Regions from separate parts of the Mus musculus genome. Here region 2 is linked to region 1. A link is a contact called in public Hi-C data. All regions are on one chromosome and are shown on one strand. The core of a region is the stretch at or near the end of the contact, and the rest is flanking DNA. Distances in the headings are between cores, read along the strand shown.

Region 1 (2,967 bases), core at 190-2,689:
TTCTCAGACAACAACCCTGAGTCCTTTGTCCTGCTAAAATAATTCTGATTTCTTGTTCTTTTAATGATGCCCATCCTTTGAGCAGGACCATTGACTCAAACTGTCACATTCTAAGGTCCATAACATCACAAATGCTCCAGCATCATGTTGTCTACTTTAGAAAAAATACATACAAATACAAATCCAAAAGAGAAAGGAAACCACCATTAATACACAAAGATAATTTAAAAGCAAACTCTTTTAAAAAGTCCTACTCCTAGCCAGGAAGCTAGTCACGATTGATGCTGCTAGGAGAAGGGAAATATGTTTTCCTCAACCGAATGGCCCTTGGTATCTACCATACTCCAGGACAGGCCACATGTTCAGGAGTAGTTGACCTACTTGGACTCCACAGTTGGTTGGTTGGCTATCCATTTTTAGAGAGAGAAAGAACATGAAGTCGGGTGGTTGGGGAGGTGATGGGGACCTGAGAGGATTTGGGAAAGGAAAAAAAGAATAAAATATTCTTTTCCATATATATTATATGAGCATATATTGTATGAAATTCTCAAAGAATAAATAAAAACAATATTTTCAAAAACCATTCTTTCCTAACCATTCATGTGGTGGTGGTGGTGGTGGTGGTGGTGGTGGTAGTGGTGGTGGTGGTGGTAGTGGTGGTGGTAGTGGTGTGTGTGTGTGTGTGTGTGTGTGTGTGTGTGAAAAGAATTGACACTGATCCCACTTGCTCAATGGATCTCACCACATGTGAAACTTGACAGCCATGGGGCTTTTGAAGGCAAGAATATACATTGGATCTCTGTTCTTAGGACACTTGTTTGCACCTCTAAGACACAAATGAACATGAATAGTTAGACTGCCTCCAAAATTATAACATAACAGTATTGAGAATTATAAGGGTTGATTGACCTGTAAAGGTATTAATAAAATGGTAAGTTAAAAGGGTGTAGTATAGAAAACCTACACAATCTACCTTAATTTGGTGAGTCTTTACAACACCATGTACATCTGTATGTAACACGAATCCTGGCACACGAAAGTTTGCGAATCCTGATGAATTATCCTCAGTAGCAGTGTCCAGGTGTCCAGAGTGCAGGCACTTTTACTCCTCCTCTTTCTGTTCTTCATTGTCTGTGTTTTACAGTTGTACTTGTCTGGTTTAAAAGGCACTAGAACGTGGTGTGGCACTGCTTTAGTGAGGGTCAGAAAGCTAAGGGGCTGGAGAAAGGAACAAGAAGTGTCTGGAAGTGTCACTTCCCAGCATAAGTGAGTCAGAACACACTTCCCTGCATAAATACAAACTACAACGCATTCTCAAATTTACAAATGGGGTGAAAGTGCTTAATGAAAGGACTTTGGAACTATATAAAGATAGGATAGGCTCGCTTGAAGCAAGGAAGTAAAGGCACTTATAAATCCCAGATAAATATCCAAGATCAGAGCAGAACATATAGCTGAGAAAGAGAGAGCCCAGAGGTTCTGGGAAGCTGCATAGGTCCACTGAAACCACCCTGCCTTTCTCGGTGGGTATGGAACGGGGCTGATCTGTTTGGGTGGGTTTGCTGCCACATTCTACTCTCTGGGTGGGAGAGGTGAAGCCAATTCTTAAATCTGTATTGAGACAGTTGACGAATGAAAGAGAAACCCGGAGAGAAACAAGACAATTACTACTAAAGGCACTTCAAGCGAATCTATAGACACATACCCATGTGTGTAAATCTAATGCTAAGGATAGTGGATACACATGTATGAAATTCCATGAATAGTAACCGGCAAGCAGGAACCCTTGGTGACAGTGTCGTGATCGAGGGTCCACGCATAACAGAGACACTGAAACACACAGTTTCTGAATATGATTCACTAAAGAGGCTTCTTTATGGAAAATGAAGACTGGGAAATCACCCTTCACTGGGTCAGCATTTTTTAATATTTGCTGAAAGATGATATTTTCAGACATATGTCCTGCATGATTCGGTTGGAAGTGTCTATGAGTCACTGTGATGTTTCATTATATGCTATATAATACATTCTAAACAATAGTATCATTTTCCTTCTTTTCAAACAAAGGTGGAAAGGAGGTGGTAAGAAATTACAGTCATATTTTCCCATCTTTACTTGGATTAGTTCACCAGCTGGTTTTTCTCCTATTGCTATAGTCCTTATGCTTTATAATTCACCAGAACTTTGGTGTTTTTATTTATGTGTTTGTGTGCTTGAAAATGGTTGTTAGTTCTCATTTTTCAGAAAAAAGCTGGTTGTAAATAGCTTATCATTTGCTAAGAGAAAAAAATGTGCTAACTCCTTTAAAAAAAAAAAAGAAGAAGAAAAGAAAAGAAACAAAACTATGACAATAGACTCAGCACTGAGCTGACTGTCTTCCCTTTATGTGGATCCTCATTTTGACTGGAGGATCTGTTTGGGTCCTCATTTTGATTGAAGGATCAGTTTGGATCTTCATTTTGATTGGAGGATCACTTAATCCTGTTTCCCTGGCATCACTTCCACATCTACATACTAGGTCATTTTCATATGAACCAAAAAATGTAGAACTGGGTCATTTTCTAATCATTTTCTAAAACTTCAGCAGTTTGGGCACAAATCCATCCTGAGATGTGTTTTACAGAGTTAGGTATTAATAGTCTGTGTTCCATGTGAAACTTCCATGTTCAAAAACTAGATCACAGATAAGAAGTCTTAAAATTTCCCTAGCAAAGTTATCAGAGACAAAAAATACACACTGTGTGTGTGTGTGTGTGTGTGTGTGTGTGTGTGTGTGTCCCTCCCTCTCCTTCCCCTCTCATAGAACAATCATTTAATTCTATACTTTTTAAAGCCCAGGAAAATTCTTGTTCTGACTTTATACACCCATCTCCTGTCTCCTTGCTCTTGGCATTGACCTTTTGAAGTTCAACCCATTTCACCAAATGGACACGCATCCTCTATTTGAAATAAGATAATAAGAAATAA
Region 2 (2,967 bases), core at 217-2,716, 120 kb before region 1:
TATGTTTGTGTATGGGTGTGTGTATGTTTGTGTATGAGTGTGTGTTTGTATGTATGAGTGTCTGTGTTTGTGTTTGAATGAGTGTGTATCCATGTGTGTGTACAAGAGTGTGTGTATTTCAAACTTCTCAATGAGCTTCCTTGTGACTTTAGCTTCCATGAAGTGCTAAGTTCATCAGTACATCATATGTTCCTGGCAGGACAACCAAGTTTCCTTGAGATCATTTCCATGCCTTGGAAAACATGTTAGAAACTCCAAAAGACATAGGATCCAGTACTAGATCCTAGGTTTTCTGGATCTACACTAGGGTGTATATGTCTTATGCCATCTTGAATGAACTCAGTAATGAAGGTGCATAAGATGATCAGAATGATGGGACAGGACAAAAGGTAGAGACACAAAGAGTACTTTGGAGAAATCTTCCTCTCTTTCTGTCTGTCTGTCTGTCTGTCTGTCTCTCTCTCTCTCTCTCTCTCTCACACACACACACACACACACACACACACACACATTAGGAAAGATCTCTCAACTCACATGATAGGTATGTGTCTTAGTCAGGGTTTCTATACCTGCACAAACATCATGACCAAGAAGCAAGTTGGGGAGAAAAGGGTTTATTCAGCTTACACTTTCCACATTGCTGTTCATCACCAAAGGATGTCAGGACTGGACTCAAGTAGGTCAGGAAGCAGGAGCTGATGCAGAGGCCATGGAGGGATGTTACTGGCTTGCTTCTCCTGCCTTGATCAGCTTGCTTTCTTATAGAACGCAAGACTACCAGCCCAGGGATGGCACCAACCACAATGGGCCCTCCCACCCTTAATCACTAATAGAAAAAAATGCCTTATAGCTGGTTCTCATGGAGGCATTTCCTCAAGGGAGGCTCCTTTCTCTGTGATAACTCCAGCTTGTGTCAAGTTGACACACAAAACCATCCAGTACAGTATGGGTCTATAGTAACTTAAAACGCTACTGGTCTGACCCACTCCTTTTATCCCTTTGTGATTTCTTTATTGTTTCTACTTCCATTTTTAGATCCTGCATGGTTCTGTTCAATTTCTTCACCTGTTTACCTGTGTTCTCCTGTAACTCTTTAAGGGATTTTTGTGTTTCCTCTTTAAGGGCTTCTTCCTGTTTAACTGTGTTCTCCTGTATTTCTTTAAGCGAGTTATTTATGTCCTTCTTAAAATCCTCTATCAGCATCATGAGATATGATTTTAAATATGAATCTTGATTTTCTGGTGTGTTGGGGTATCCAGGACTTGCTGTCGTGGGAATACTGGGTTCTGATAATGCCAAGTAGTTTTGGTTTCTGTTGGCAAGATTCTTGTGTTTGCCTGGTTCGCCATCTGGTAATCTCTGTTAGATGTTCTTGCTGTCTCTGGCTGGAGCTTGTTCCTCCAGTGAGTCTGTAAGTCTGTGTCAGCACTCCTGGGAGATCAGCTTTCTCCTAGCAAGACCAGTGCACAGAGGCTGCAGAACAGCTCCACCTCCTGGGTACAGATGGAGGCAAGAAGGACCCTGACCCAGCTGTTCTGCTTCTGGCCTGCGAGCTCCTGGCAGGTCCCACCTTAGCCAGTCACTGGAGAGAAAATGGCAATCTCCCCTGAGTCTTGGGGGGTGGGGGTGAGAGCACTCCCTGGAGACAAGCTTGCCCCTGGCAGGAACGGTATACCTACTCCTTTTATCCTACAAAGCTTTTTCACTCTTTCTTCTTCCTTGGTTTTACCTCTAATTCCTGAATTCATTATACTGTGTTGCTGATTCTGCTAAATCTTTCACTCATCAACTCAGCACTCCGTCTTCCTGTTTACAGCTTGGACTGAAGATCAGCAGTTCTCCAGAAATCCTCCAGGCCTTCAGTAAATAATTAGCACTGTTTCGGCACCTACTCTGTAGACTGAACCAACTACAGAGTTCTGTCTCTGCTATAAGACAGCAAGGGTTGAAGGACCCTAACAATATTGGGTGAGCCAACTTAAAAACTCCCTTAACACACACATAGACAGACAAACAGATACACGCACACATACACACACCCCACATGTACATTAGTATATATTCATATACAGAGATTTATTCTATTGGGTTTGAAGCTCTCAAGAGCCCTGACTAATACAGTGTAAACCATATAGAATGTTCTGTAATACAACTGGCAGCATTAATTATCCCATATAGTAATAAGGCTTAGTATATTTGATTAGTGGTAATAAAAATGGTTATGAAATTTTTCCATAATGTATTTGTTTAGTGGCAACGAAGATGATTATCATTTTCCATAATTTTTATTGATTCCTTGTGAATTTCACATCATGCTCAATCCCACTCATTCTCCCATATCCACCCTCTGCCCTTGCAAACTCCCTCTGAAAAAAAACTAAAAACAAGATATAACAAATTAAAAAGAAACTTGCTGTGGAAAGTTCAGTATGTCATGATGTGTCACACAGTATACCCTTTTGTCCAAACAGCTTTATTTGAAAATGTCCAGTGGAATGGTCTGATTCCAGACCTCTGGCTTTTTCTACACCAACACTAATTGGCATTCAGCAAGACTCCTCTCTGATACCTTACTATTGCCCTGAGTTATGGAGATTCCAGAGCTTTGGTTCAACAGGACTAGCCATTTCACATGCTCCAGCAGCTCATAAGTAGGGTAGATGTCGTGGTGTGTCAGCTCAAAGCCCTAGATCTGGTCCTAGGTGGTAGCTGAGCTGGTCAAACTATCAGCTCTCTTGCACCCACACCACTAGGGCCAGTTCTCCTGGGGTAAGCAGGTAATGGTAAGGGCCAGCTCTCCTGAGTGCCAGATCTGGCACATGGTGAGGCCAGCTCTCCAATGCTCATGCCACCAGGGCCAGCTTTCCTGAATTGCCCAAGTGACAGATGGAGCCAGCTCTCCTGCACCCATGCCACAATGGGCACCACTGTGTGGTGGCCAGTGGAGGGCAAGGCCAGCTCAACAGG

Evidence for each region. A called contact is a pair of places that touch in the nucleus more often than the background predicts.
Region 2: a contact with region 1 is called in a Hi-C map of bone marrow-derived macrophages, with 2.6 times the contacts expected there. A contact is called at or near these places in 3 of 39 promoter capture datasets (embryonic stem cells, pre-B cells and stem cell-derived epiblast-like cells), 1 of 484 Hi-C or Micro-C datasets (bone marrow-derived macrophages) and 1 of 9 other capture datasets (adipose tissue).

Annotation. Positions count from the first base shown.
Region 1 is chr19:11,230,925-11,233,891 of GRCm38.p6, reverse strand. Ms4a12 (membrane-spanning 4-domains, subfamily A, member 12) reads left to right here and starts at 1,439. Exons shown (of 7, transcript NM_001374133.1): 1 at 1,439-1,523. All of the region lies in intron 1 of 4930526L06Rik (RIKEN cDNA 4930526L06 gene), which reads right to left.
Region 2 is chr19:11,348,755-11,351,721 of GRCm38.p6, reverse strand. No RefSeq gene overlaps it. Among named protein-coding and RNA genes, the nearest start is that of Ms4a7, 14 kb to the right of the region's middle.